2 separate regions of the Sus scrofa genome follow, and region 2 is linked to region 1. The links are chromatin contacts, called in public HiChIP or PLAC-seq maps. All regions are on one chromosome and are shown on one strand. The core of a region is the stretch at or near the end of the contact, and the rest is flanking DNA. Distances in the headings are between cores, read along the strand shown.

The links. HiChIP or PLAC-seq counts read pairs in DNA pulled down with a chosen protein or histone mark.
Region 2: a contact with region 1 is called in an H3K27ac HiChIP or PLAC-seq map of alveolar macrophages. The contact joins the promoter of FAM199X here to the promoter of MORF4L2 in region 1. A contact is called at or near these places in 2 of 47 Hi-C or Micro-C datasets (embryonic fibroblasts and epiblast stem cells) and 1 of 2 datasets of contacts at active chromatin or transcription factors (alveolar macrophages).

Annotation. Positions count from the first base shown.
Region 1 is chrX:84,560,778-84,567,847 of Sscrofa11.1, forward strand. It overlaps MORF4L2 (mortality factor 4-like protein 2), which reads right to left and starts at 5,527. Exons shown (of 4, transcript XM_003360402.4): 1 at 5,388-5,527; 2 at 2,457-2,545.
Region 2 is chrX:84,932,302-84,939,686 of Sscrofa11.1, forward strand. FAM199X (protein FAM199X) reads left to right here and starts at 4,852. Exons shown (of 6, transcript XM_003135275.6): 1 at 4,852-5,376. The coding sequence starts at 5,180.

The DNA of each region.
Region 1 (7,070 bases), core at 4,277-6,776:
CTTTTCCTTTGTGGACTTTGGCACGTCATACCTAGGTAAAATGCTCCAAAATCAATATCCTAAAAATGATTTCTTATATTATTTCTCAGTTAATTTTTTTGGGGGTACACCTGTGGCATGAGTAAAGGTTCTCAGGCCAGGAATCGAACCCATGCTACCGTAACAACAATGCAAGATACTTAATCTGCTGAGCTTCACAAGAACTCTGCTTTCTCAGTATTTTTATAGTTTCTTCCAAATGTATAACTAAATTTTCACAGTATTAATTATTAGAGTCCATTCTTCCACTGACTTTAAATGCTGATTTAAAACACTCCAAATTCCTAGAATTATGTGGATCTTTTAAGGTACTCTTTTCCCAATGACTTTTGATTACTGAATTTTAAAAGTATCACTGTTTCTAAGTCATTTGTTCTGTCAGTGATGTGTGCTTTCACACCAGTATCAATATTGGTTTAATCATTGTTTAAAGACATAAATATTGTCTTAGAGTAACACTTGTAAATGGGTTCCAAGGATGCTTGATGAAGTATTACTTGAAACAACAAAACACTGGAGTCAAGCTAGAGGACTATCAACAGTGATTTGGCAAAACAAAATATGGTTTATCCATTACATGGACTTATCATGCTAGTTAAAGGAATGCCACTGTGAACATAATGAAACAGAATTCTATGAATGGACATGAAGACATCCAAGATAATTTTTGGAATAAAAATAGCAAGTTGCAAAAGTATCTATAATGTGACACCATATTTACCTAAAAGAAAACACAAAACAATATTTTACATATATCCATATAAATTTTTTAAACAGGTACATAATTTAGAGATCCAGAAGTAAATAGAACTGGTAATAGTGGTCAACTCTGGGGACAATTGGGGGTTTGAGAAAAGGAAATCTGGGTCTATTTTATAATATTTTAGCTTTTTACAAGGAGACTATATTCACATACCAATTATGCAACTAAAGATTTATATTAAAATGCACATATTTAAAATTCATGACTGTCTGATCTTTCTTATCCATGGTTCTCACACACAGCTGGACTTCCCAGTTAATTATCATTGTGTATGGTACACTTTGTAGGCATACCCTGTGAATTGGCTTCCTCCCCTCCTTTTCTAAGTTCTGCCCATCCAGAGAGGCCCAGGTCAAGGTCCTTTTGCTCCTTGAGGCTACTTTGGCCCTTGTATTCTCTGAGCTGCTATTGGCCCAACAGTCCACCTCCCTCCCTTTTGCCTTTAATCATTCTCCAAATGCCCTCCTGCAAAGGGGTTCTGTGCCTACTCATTTACTGTATCTTTTCTAGCAGGGCAGTGCCCCCTTTGCAATCTAGCTTTCAGAGGGAAAAAAAATAAGAAGGAAAATATAGTGACCCCATGGGAAAATAAAGCTGTCAAGAGACTGGAAAAACCTTATTTCAACTCCTTATGCAAGTGATGTGCCATTCAGGAATGCAGACTCCAAATGCTGACATTTTTGTGTAGGGGTGTGTCACAAATGAATGTGAACAACATCTCCTACAGTTTGCTGGAATGAACCTTTAAATGCTCATATACCATGTCAGGTACATTTATATCAATTCTGGATCTTAGAACACTTCCTTCATATTTAACAGATATTTTTGGAGTCAGAGACAAAGGAGGAATGATATAAAAGCTAGTAGCAGACTGATATGGTTATGATTTGCTAGTTTAAATTGTAGCTCCTGGAAATTCCCTTATAAACATGATCAACATATTCAATATCTTTCTAGGTGGTTAGGGTAAGTCAGAAGTTATAATTTCAAAATTCAGTTCTAGTGGTTAACTGCTGCTTCTGGAAAATCAGGAGAGAAACCAACAGTATTATTATTATGTTACAACTCCAAAAAGAGGTATCCACTGATTTTATTAGCATAAGAGTGTGTGCACATGCACATGTAAAACAGGATGCACTGGAAGGACTAATAGAGCCATAATTATTATTAAAGCAAACATATGTGCCAAGCAATGTCATATAATTCCCTCAACAATCTGATGAGGAAGGAGCTATATTATTATCTTTATTTTACATATGAGGAAATTTAGAGACAAAGTATCTCACCCAGGATTGAACAGTAAGTGGCAGAGCCAGGATTTAAATTCAGGAAGTCAGTATTTGTTCTTGACCATTAAATTATGCTGCGTGTGGCATGCCACAAAGTAAAAAAAGAATATGGATGTATGGAGCTAACTGTAAGGGATCAATTACAGTACCTTTAAACAAGGAATGTTAAGATTATATGGCCCTCTGTTGTTTAGGCACTTTCTACACTGGAAGCACAAATGGACTTAGCTCCATCCTTCCCTTAGAATGTAGGGTGCTTTCCTAGATAGGCGCTTATTAATCCTCAAAATATTCCTGGACAGTTAGGAAGGTTATGTGGAATTATCCTGTTTGAGAACTGAGGCCAGGAAAAGGGAGGCACTTACCCAAGATTCTGTAATCAGCAATGTTCTGCAATCAGGATCAGATCTTCTGATCCTTACTATACAGCAAACTTAGCTTTTTTGATGGTAGCCTAGAAGGTCAAACAAGGGGACAGGAAAGGACACAAAATAAAAAGATATGAGATGAAGGTTTTCTTCTCCATCAATGCATTTTTTTCACACACAAAGGACACCAAAGATGACAAATAACGTACAAGTGTTTTTTCCTTTCTTATGGTTACATTTTCAAATTTACCTTATTTCTGATAAACTAATTTACCCTGATTTCTGATAAACTAGTTTGTTTTTGCCTTTAAAAAATTTTAATTAAGGATAATTGCAAATGGATAAAAATGTAGAGGGAATAATATTATAAGCCTATGCGAATCTATCCTCCAGCTTCAACAATTACCAACTGAAGGCCATCTTGTTTTATCTATAACCCCACCCACTGCTCCCCCCCCACTCCGTTTTTTTCAAGCTCAGTGAATAGCTGACTTTCTGTATTTTATTATGGAAAATTTCAAACATATACCAAGAAAGCCAGTATAATTTAAGAAATCATATATGCCCATCACTCAGCTTAAACGATTAACTTAGGGCCAATTTGGTTTCATCTATACCCCTCCCCACGTCCCCCTACCGCTGAGATTATTTTGAAGCAAATCATAGATATCAACATATTTTGAAGCCAATCTCAGACATTTTACTATTTAATCCGTATTTTCATATATATTGCTACAAGCTAAAGACAATTTGAAACCATAACCACAATACCATTTTAACGTCTAAAACATCGTCATCAATTTCCCCCAAAAAATCGAATTTGAATACGACTTCAAAATATCCCGATGCATCTTAAACAGTTTTTTAAAAAAATATAGTTAATGTGTCCGAATCAGGATCCAAACAAGGCCTACTCATCGCATGTGGTTCATCTCCAGCTCGCTCATTCTCCATCTCTCCCCACCCCCATCCCCCCCGCCGCTTTTTTTTTAAACTTTTCAATATGGAAAATTCCAATCCCCGCTATTTTGAGGCAATTCCCAAATAAACTATTCCATCGGTAAAAACTGATACGTCTCTTTTATATCTCGAATTTCTTCTAGGGGAGGAGATGATGGGCAGGAAAAACACTATAATGAACGACTTTACATAATTTATGTTTTCTTTCTCTATTACGCGTTTTTTTCTCTCCATAATAACAGCTAATATCTTCCGGAGTCAGGCTTCATATTAAGTTATTAAGCGTATTATATTATATTACTTTGCATTCGTTAGTTATACGCACTAATATACAGCACACGCCTCTGAGGCACACGTCTCTGAGGTAGATACTATTATTATCACCATTTTACAAACATGGAAACCGAGACACAGAAAGAACGGGAGCCAGCCCAAGCTGGGCGTTGGCGAGTAGGCATTTGAATCTAGCTCTGCCTGATTGTGAAGCCATCAGTTAATCTTGTCTATATACGCAACGATAAGAGGAAATCGGCAACCCTTTCTCCCCACCCCCACCCCGAAACCTGAAACGAGAATCCAGTTCTTTCCAGCAGCCGACGTGTGATCACTGCCGACCCTCCAACCGCCATAGTAAAGCCAGGTTTCTCTGGCAACTGATATCCATAGGCAGACACGTCACCCTGGAGGCGGGCTTACGCCCTCTAGCCAATCACAATCGTCTTGCCTAAGTTTTAGAATGTTCCATAACCAAATGATTGGTGGAAGCCCACCACGTCAGCAATGACACTTAGCCGCAGTAAAGGCGGGTGCTAGCAACCTGCTTCTTCACGGTTAAGACTTGAGGAAAACCAATCACCTTCCTCCTTTAGTGCGGACTGTGGCCAATGACGTTCGCCCTCTTAGGTTCTTAGCCCGCCCCCCAAAAGCGCGACAGCAGTTGGGTCATAAGTCTATAGGGCAGGGTGTTCACGTGGCCTATTTTCACGACCCAGAGTTCCTCTGACCAGAGGTTTTTTCTTTTTTTTTTTTTCTTTCTTTCTTTTTTTTTTTTTTTTTTCCTGCAGGGAGGCATTATGGGTTTTTTTTCCACTGGGAAAGGAAGTGTCTACGTGGCCTGCGGAAACAGGATGGGCGGAAATGAGCTAAAGTTCCCGCGAGTGGGGAAGCGCGAGGTCAAATCTGGGGCCACGCCCCCAACCTCTTGCGCAACTCTTGGAGAAAAAAAAAAAGGCAGAGTGGGGTTTCGGTGTGTATGCTGGTGGCGGGTGGCGGCGTGCTGCGGCCGTGTGGTGTCAGGGCCACGGCGTTTGTGCGCAGGCGAGCCCGCGTGGCCTTGGGGATGGCTTATGCGCGAACGCCAGGCCTCGTGGCGTTGGAGGCGGGTGTGCGCAGGCGTGCGCCCCTAGCGTTGGGGCCGTTGTGTGTCGCCGAGCGGGTGCGTGCGCCTTCGTGTGTGTGTGTGTGTGTGTGTGTGAGTGTGTGTACACGCGCGCGCACGGATGTGTGCGGGGGCGCGCGCTCTGTAAGAATCGTTTTCTACTTTCGTAGGTTTGAATATTGTTCTGATGAAAAGGAAAATCATTAAATAGTTAAGGCAAGGCGACCGTAACTAAGATAAAGGGTCTTTGCTAGGGATATTTCGATCTCTCATCGATTTAATTTTAAACCCTAAAATTACACTTTCTTCCCACGTTTTTTTCCGTGTCAAAATCCTGTATTAAACCCTAGCCCTCCAGTGGTTAAAAGCCGAACCTTCCCGTTCCTATATTAGCAATTCCACGAAACAGTTTCTTTCCTGTTCCCTAATAACCTTCTCCCCACCTCTTACCCGCTCCCTCCCCTCCCCCCTTCCCCAAGTTTTGTACAATTCTCTTGGCACAAACAATTTTCTGCAGAGAATATCTATATACAACAGACTTCCCCTCCACTAGGGACTCCCAATTTCTGTAGGAGTTGAGGCTCTCTTACCTTTCACTCCTGATCTCCAAGCAGTGTGCTCTTCAGGCAAGTACGCGCTCAGTTAATTTTCCAGAAAGTTCTCTGGATGAGGTTTATACCTTTTGCATCTGCCACTAGATGCCGCCAAATTCCATCAAAGGATTGGCTGTTTGGTCCCTGGAATTATGGGATTCCCCCCCCCTTTCTGATTTGCTGAACTCTTCAATCTATAGAAATCACTCATATATATTTCATTGCTGGGGAAAAATCAATTTAATTTCTGTTAATTGCTCTATCAGGAGACTATGGCCCTAGATACAAATGTTTTACCTCATTTCCTTATTAAAAAAAATCACCCCTCCCATTCTTCTTTCTTTCTTGCCTTTTTTTTTTTTTGCCAGGGGTGGGCAGTCAGAACTGATGAAAGACTTGAGGTACTGGTGCTGATGAAGATTGGAAGCGTCTCTGGGGTTAGGATCTTCACTTCAAGTGCTTCCCTCACCCTTACCCACCCCCACCCCAAGTGAAAATATAGATGGCTTGTTTAGTTAGTAAAGACATACATCTTTACTGGACTTGGACCCAATTACTGAAAACTGATTTTCTTTTCCTCTTGAAATTATGATTAGGTATGTGTTTCTACCCTGTTTTCTGTAGTGGTACTGGTAAACCGTATTATGTTTTTGGAGTCAAAGACCTGATTTTAAACCTTACTCCACCATTTACTAGTTCTGAGGCCCTGGGATTTATATGCTGTGCTTTCAGGTTTTTTTTTGCATGCCTTCTGTGTTTTAGGTAGTGTTACCATATTCTTCACACAGATATTCTTTTCTTCTTCACAAAATCCTTATTAGATGGATACTAATCAAAATCAAACAAAAGTTGTACCTCTTTCAGTTATAGATCCTATACATGTGTGCATGCACGCAGGTATGCGCTCATAAATACGCACACATACACCCCCCCCCCCCCCCGGGGAATGGGTGAGGTTTAGAGCAGAGGTTCTCAAAGTGTGTTTCCCAGACTCACCGGTAGCATCATTATCACCTTTTGGGAAGTTGTCAGAAATTTATAGTCTCAGGCCTCACCTCCAACCTAACCAGTCAGAAATTCTAGGAGTAGGGTTTGGCTTTCTGTGTTACGACAGATAACAAACTGTTCTGGTTATTCCAGCGCACACCGAAGTTAAAAAGCACTGCTTTGAAGAGCAGAAATAAAATGCTTATTTTTGTACACTCCACTAGAGGGTGCTGCAGAATGTAAAGCCAAAAAAAAAAAAAAAAAAAAAAAAAAAAGTACATGTTCTATTGAGACACCCTGCATGTTCTCTGTCCCGTTTCACAGATTAAAAATTATTGTGTAGCAGAGTCAATTATTTTCTCAAGTGCATACAGAAGTACAGGAACCAGGATTGAACTTTACCTGCCCCTTGAACTCAAGCCCTTGCCAGTACTCTGTTATTCAGCCAAAACAGCTTGTCTTTCAGGGTCTCAAAATACATTACAGATACCTTGTTTTCTGCTTTGGCTACTGTTGATTAGAGCATCAAGAAGAGGGCAGGGAAATGGAAATATTTAGATGATTTCATACCTTCCCTTATCTCCATTCTATAGATACCACATAAAATCTCATGTGTTTCCTCTCTTGCTTTTATGTTTCCCAAATGCTCTCTCTACCCTGCAGTTGTCTTTTTTTAGTTTATTTATAAACCTC
Region 2 (7,385 bases), core at 3,602-6,101, 370 kb after region 1:
AGAACTTCTTGCCCCAGAAGTTCATGAAATTGAGCAGGTGATGGTTGAGAATTGAGTTGCCATAGAAGATTGGCTCCTTGAGGGAGATTATTTTAGCAATAGAATCTTGTGCTTAGACCCATGCAGATTATCTCTGAGAGGTCTCCAGGAAGTAAACCAAGTAATCAGAATTTAGGTAGTTTGAAGACTGACCTCATGGCTGGTTCGGCAGACTCTTCACATCGGGGATGGGATATATTCCCTTGGTTTAATATAGACACTCTCGGTTCCTGGCTGAGAAGTGAACCACAAACCCTGATCATAGTCAGACGTACAAACTCTGATCATAATCCTTCTTTCAGTATTTAGTATTGTTTGTTTTGCAGTTTCAGATATATGATCTTCATCATGGTTGTTGTTCTGTCAAACAATCTCACAAATGGCTAGATAGCAGAAGGAGCAGAAAAACCTGCTACAGAGGTTTAAACAATCACTGTGGGAAATTTGGAGATTGGAACAACCGTAGACAGAAACTTGATATATGACTGTGACAGCTCAAACAACAGTGAAAATCCAGAATGATTACACCTTAGATATTCATGGTCTATTCAAGGAAAACTAGGAACCCAAACTGTCTAGCCCCATACTCAGCCTGGACTCTGAGAACTAGATCTAGGCTTTACTGTCTCTGTTAATATAACTTTGTTATTACTTTGTCATCATGAGCATCTCTTTATTTTCAGGGCTGTTCTGCCCAGGCAAATGGCTTGATTGCTCATCATAAGAACATTGGCAGGATACAGGGTTAATATCCAAAAGTGAATTACTTTCCTATATACCAGCAACGGACAAGTGGAATTTGAAATTAAACACACAACATTATTTACATTGGTACCTCCAAAATAAAATACTTAGGTGTAAATCTAACTAAGAATATATATATATATACACACATACATATATATTCTTAGTTCCATATATATATATATATATATATATATATATGTGTATATATATATATATATATAAATATATAAGCGAGGCCAGGAATATACATACATATATATTCTTAGTTCCATATATATGTACACATATATATATGTAAAACTATAAAATTCTAATTAAAGAACATGGAGAGATATTCCATGTTCATGGAAGGAAAACTCAGTATTGTCAAGATGCTAGTTCTTCCTAACTTGATCTATAGATTCAATTCAATTTCAGTCAAAATCCCAAAAAATTATTTTGTGGATATTGATAAACTGATTCTAAAGTTTATATATAGAGTCAAAAGACCCAGAATAGCCCAAACAATGTTGAAAAAGAACAGAGAACTGATACTACCAGACTTGAAGACCTACTATAAAAGCTACAGTAATCAGGAAGTTCCCACTGTGGTGCAGTGGGAACGAACCTGAGTAGTATCCATGAGGATGCAGGTTCCATCCCTGGCTTCACTCAGTGGGTCAGGGATCCTGCGTTGCTGTGGCTGTGGTGTGGGCCAGCAGCTGTAGTTCTGATTCAACCCAGCCTGGAAACTTCCATATGCCACACCTGTGGCCCTAAAAAGAAAAAAAAGCTACAGTAATCAAAACAGTGTGATATTGGCAAAATAATAGACAAATAGATCAGTGGAACAGCATAAGAAGTCCCAATATAGACCCACATAAAATAATCTTTGACAAAGGTGTAAAGGTAATACAATGGAGAAAAAGGTACTCTTTTCAACAGATGATGCTGGAACAACTGGATATCCACATGCAAAAAAAATTAGTCTAGACACAGATCATATGCCCTTCATAAGAATTTCCCAAAAGACCTACCAGTGCTTCAGTTGAAAGCATCAACGAAGTTTGCACCCTAAGATTCTCTGGATTTTTTACCTCAATTCTTGCCTTGCTGCTCCATCACTCCTGGAGTGTTGTATCATGATTCTTACTCAATCCTAATGGAGTCTCCACACTGAAATCTCTACTTTAAACCAAACTTCCAATGTTATTGAATTCTAGTCTTACCTCTTCCCTTTGAAATGCTGCCAAATCTTTGTGGAGTAGATGTTCTCTCTTGCTGTGATAAGTACACTCAGTGTTCGTTTTATCAGCAGGTTGTACTGGTGATATTTGGGGATCTGATTTTATATATACAACATATTATTCAATATATCTAGATATAGATGAGGATATAGATGTAGATACATATACATACATACTCTGCATCCATCAAACACATGAAAAAATTATAAGTGTTAGATCATAGCTCATTGGGTCAAGTTCAATACATTTCTCTCCAATAGTAACCAAAATGATAAAGACTGGTTGGCAATTCTCAGTCCCATTCAGTCTCTTCACAACCCTCTTGCAGTCCATCATCTCTCTGGGTGATAAGTTATGCACTGGAGGAAGGTAGGTCACCCCAGGGTTGCCTTCCAGGCCCAGATCCTCAAAGGTCGAGAATTAATATATACATATTAGAATTATTCCATTTCAATTATAACAGGAGGGAGGGATGAATTGGGTAAATGCATTCAGACTAGGTACACCCAAGGGATAAACCAAGCAAATCGAAGTAGGGGAAGAAGGGAGGATACATAATAGTCATCAACTCCCAGTGACTAAGAACTTGGTAAATATGGACTAGAACATCATTACCATATATTAAAATAAACATTACATGCATAGTACACATTCTCTATGTACTTCTGTCATTAGCTATATCTCTATTTCTCAGCTGAAAAATATACTCAAGGGAATCCTTTTAAAAGAAAAACATTCTCTCAGACCCAATCATTTATGTGAATTCCTTTTGTAATACTATCTCTTAAGTATAAACAAACATAAAACTAAATATGGACTCTGCTCTTCATAAAGCTCCTATGCAAATTCAAAGTAAATTTACAAGTTATGCACAAATTAAAAAGTTAATTTAATGTGATATATGCTGTTGGTTGAGACAAAACTGCCTTTAGAAACCTGAATATGCTCTTGACCTCCAACATGTTTGTTTGTATTCCTTGTGAGGACTCTCCTTTCCCATCACTTTCCATTTTCAAACTACTAGAAAAATCTTCATTTGTACAGCAAGCCATGAAGTAGGAGGTTCACCTCATTTGTTTTCTCACTAGCTCATGACAATTAAAGTAGTATTACCTTGTGCCAACTTGGTTTTAAAAACAGACTCAAAAAAGTCATAATTATGTGGCAGTTATCATTCAATGATCCAGATACTACAGAAATATGCTTAAAACTGAATGTAAAACATACTTGTAAAAAAGCTCAGACTGTCATTGGATTCCAGTTGGAAAAACACTGTCCTTGTATAGTGTGTGTAAAAAAGATTTGTTTAAGTTTGATGATTTTTGCCAGCTTCTTCTTAATACTTTCTGGTGCTATTACCTGAGTACCTGTATTTATAATGCAGCACTTGACTCTTGCTTCATTTGGACAATAAGATCTCTTGTTTGTGGGGACTAAGCTATGGCCTATTCTTTCTCACTTGTCCCAGGCCTTTGGGCATTGGAGCATTGTGAACCACTGGTCAAAACCATCATTACTCTCACTTCCACGATCTTTAAATTAAATGAAAGAAGACAGACATACTCAACATTTAGAGTAACCAAATAACTGAAGCAAGACAATATATAAATTTTAAGGAGTGGTTAAGGAGTTGTTTTCCTTATAGGTTGAATAAATAGGACAAGGCACAGAGTTTAAGACTGAGGCTCCTGTGACAACTCTCCACTTCTCCCAACCCCCTTTATCCTCCTCTTCCTGCTACGTTCTCTCTTCTTCCTTTCCACTTACTTCAGATCTGTGCTTCCCTCAAGGTTGATTGTAATGTTTTGCCATAAAGCTAAGTATACTTAATGTTTTTATTGAGGGACTATGACCTTATCATTTTATATGAGAATGTGTTTCCTTTTATAAAATAGTAGTAAGTTTAAAAAATTGTCTTTATTTGGCAAAATAAGTAGTTGGCAATCTTGCGTTTTCCTCCGACTTATTTTTCAAAAACTTATCTTCCAAGAAAGATCTAGAACCACTTGTCAGAAGACGGAGAAAAGAGAAAGGGATAGGAAGAAAAGCATGTAACACCTATAAGTTGATTTAAGTTGAACATGTATATCATAATATATCTTCTATGAGATCATTGGCAGGAATGCCTGTCTCATTTGGGAGTCAGGGAAGGCTTCACAGAGGAGGTAACGTTTGAGCTGGGGCTTTAAGGATTAGCAGTGGAGAAATGGCAGGACATTCCAAGCAGAATACATAATGCGAACAAGAGCACAGAGCACAAAAGAGCACTACGTGTCCAGCAACTCTAAGCAGCCTGGTGTCTGTTGCGCAGAGTTCTCTGGGTTAGGTGATCAAGGGTGAAGCGGGGACTATTTTTCCTACTTGGCTTACTTCCCCTGCAGCTCACTGCACAGTGCTGGGCACACACCCCGCAGGAGCTCAAGAAATACTTGTTGAATTGGGACGGGGTGATCGAGTGCGCTGGGAACCAGAGCCTCCGAATTCTTTCTCACGCACCCTCAGTATGACCTTGGCCAAGTCCCTTTTCTCAGGGCTGCGGCTTGCTGCTTAGTAATCGGCCGAGGGTGAGAAAGCGGGGGTGGAGGTTGGCCTGCGGCACCGGGCCCTTCCAGCGCCTAGAATCCCTGATTTGACGCGTGGAGCGGGGCGGGGCTGGGCGGGAGGCGCGGGCTGCGGCGAACCGAGATTCAGTTCCTCCTCCGCGCCAGCAGGGGGCACAGGGAGCAGCTTCTCGCCGCCCTTCCCCTCCCTGCGGGCGCCTGGCGGACTGCAGCAGTCGCGAGCTGCGAGCGCAGTGGGCGGGCCGGGCGGCGGCGGCGGCGGCGGCGGCGGCGCGGCGGCGCGGCGCGGCGCGGCGCGGCGCGGCCCTGCGCTGACTGGGTTGGGTCGGGCGGCGGCGGCGGCGGCGACGGCGACGGCTGAGGCGGCTGCAGAGGCCACCGAGGCGCTGACTGGGTGGCCGGCGGGCCCCTGTGGCGTCGAGCAGCCCCTACGTGCCGCCTGGCACTCCCGGGGCAGCGGTGGGCCGCGGCGCGCAGCCTGCCAGTGAGCTGCAGCGGGCACACCCCGGCGCAGCGGCGACTGCCGACAGGTTAGAGTGGGGGCAGGGACAGGCGCGGGAGCAGCCCGTGGCCAGAGTAGGAGCCCGAGCCAGGCCATCTCCAACCATGTCCGACGAGGCGTCAGCCACCACGTCGTATGAGAAGTTTCTAACCCCCGAGGAGCCCTTCCCGCTTCTGGGACCCCCTCGCGGGGTGGGCACCTGCCCGAGCGAGGAGCCGGGCTGCCTGGACATCAGCGACTTCGGCTGCCAGCTCTCCTCTTGCCATCGCACGGACCCTCTCCACCGCTTCCACACCAACAGGTACGAAGCTCCGCCGGGGCCAGGGGCTGATGGCCCACACCCCTGCCTCCCGGGTGTCCCCCATCCTGGCCCTCCGCCTCGGGTCTGCGCTTCCAGTCGTCCCCTCCCCCACCTTCCTCCGCCCTGCGCTCATTCCCGGGCTCCTTCCCTCTCCCTCTTTCACCTCTGCCCTCCGATTTTCCTTTTGGCCGGCATTTTACTCTCTCTTTACCCCCCTATTCATCTTCTGACCCAGCGACATCTCCCGCCCCCTTCCCGCTCCATCTGGACCCTGAGGATCTCAGGCCCCCACCCTGGATTTTTAGATGCTTCCCTGTTTCCATCAATCCGCAAAAGTTTAACCCCTTCCATTTCCGGTACGTATAGAGTGGGTTTCGGATGGCTTAGAATCAATGCAGGGATCTTCTGAGAGGTGGCATTTTTAAAAGCTAGAATCTTCCATTTCGCAATTTTTAACCTGTCTCATAGCCCTATTTCTCATAGCCCCCCCCCCCATTTTTTAGTGAAGCTCTAGGAAACCTGACGACTCTTTTTTTCCTCTCCTCTATGAACTCTTTGCCCTAGCGCTTTGGGCTCTGCCAAGATGTATAAGCTTAAATCTGGAAGATTCCTTCCTGAAGCATATCCTTTGGTTTGCTCCCCCAGTGGAGGGATGGAGCGAAGCTTAGGATGGGCTTGTTTATACAGATTTATTCAGAGGATGCATCCCCTAACTGGTTTTTATTGGAAGGTACAGTGTTCTGGAGAATTCTCTCATGCAGACATTTAAATGTGTGTCAAATGTGAGGGATTTGAAGATTTTTTACACATAGCCTCAAACCGTAATATAGGTGCATATTATACACACACACACACACACACACACACACACACACGCCTGGGAGGTTGTGTGGAGAACAAGGGAGGAGGGAGGAGAAGAGGAATTAAGCTATAGAAAATACTGGAATTGAGTTAAGGAGTCTAGTTCTGATTTCTGATCCAGTTTACAAAATGACCATGAACAAATCCCTCCACATTCTAATGTCTTTTGCATGCCCCCTCCCCCACCCCTTAAATCAGTCTACAGATTTACTGAGTTTATACCAAACCAAGTAGAGGGAATATATAAAATATGATTCTTACCTAAAAGGAAGTTACAGTCTGGAAGCAAGACTGTAATCATAGAGAGCGTCACTATAAAACATTTAAAACGGAAGTGATAGTAAATTTCTTACAACTATTCCAAATCCTCATTGCAAAAATGAGGGAACTGAGGCCCAGAAAGAAAAGACTGAGTTCAAGGTCATAAAACCGAGTTAGGCAAAGCCAGGATTACTTCTTTGAAGCCAGTGATGAAACTTGGAACAGAACTAATGGCTCCAGTGTTATAAATGGTTGTTATAGTTTCTTAGACTAACTCACAGAAGCTTTTCTAACCCGTGATGTGACTATAACATGAACACAATGTATTGATGAAATCAAGTGTGCTTAAGATAGTTGGAATTGGGAAATAAAAGAATACTTATGCACATATTTGATATTTAGGTTTTGCAGCATTGGGGTAAATAAACACAGGGAAGTTAATGTTCGCAGAAATAGCCTGCTCTGACGATGAGGGCAAGGGAGTGGGGACAGGCTGAGGGTAAGCACTGCCAAAATATGTGGGGGGGATGGGGGGTGAAGCAAGGCGAATAAATACATATCTTACAGCTTGTCCTGTTCTCTCTCCTCCTCCCCATTTTTCCTTGTGTTTTTCTAACCCTTTTCTCACAAACCTTGGTGCGGTCAAGGTTGTTTTTCCAAAATGAGGTGGTGAAGATAGAGGGGGAGGTTCCTGTTCAGCCCTAGTTTTCCCAAGTTAAGCATTATTTTTTCTAGTTACTGCCTGCTTTTTTAAAAACCTCCCTCTCCTTCAAGCTTTTCACAAGGCTTGGAGGTCTGATGTGTCCTGCTCTGTACCCTTTTCAGCAGAGATTATGGGAAGCAGAATTAACAATACTTACGGAAGATGATGTTTCTTCCCTAGGCTA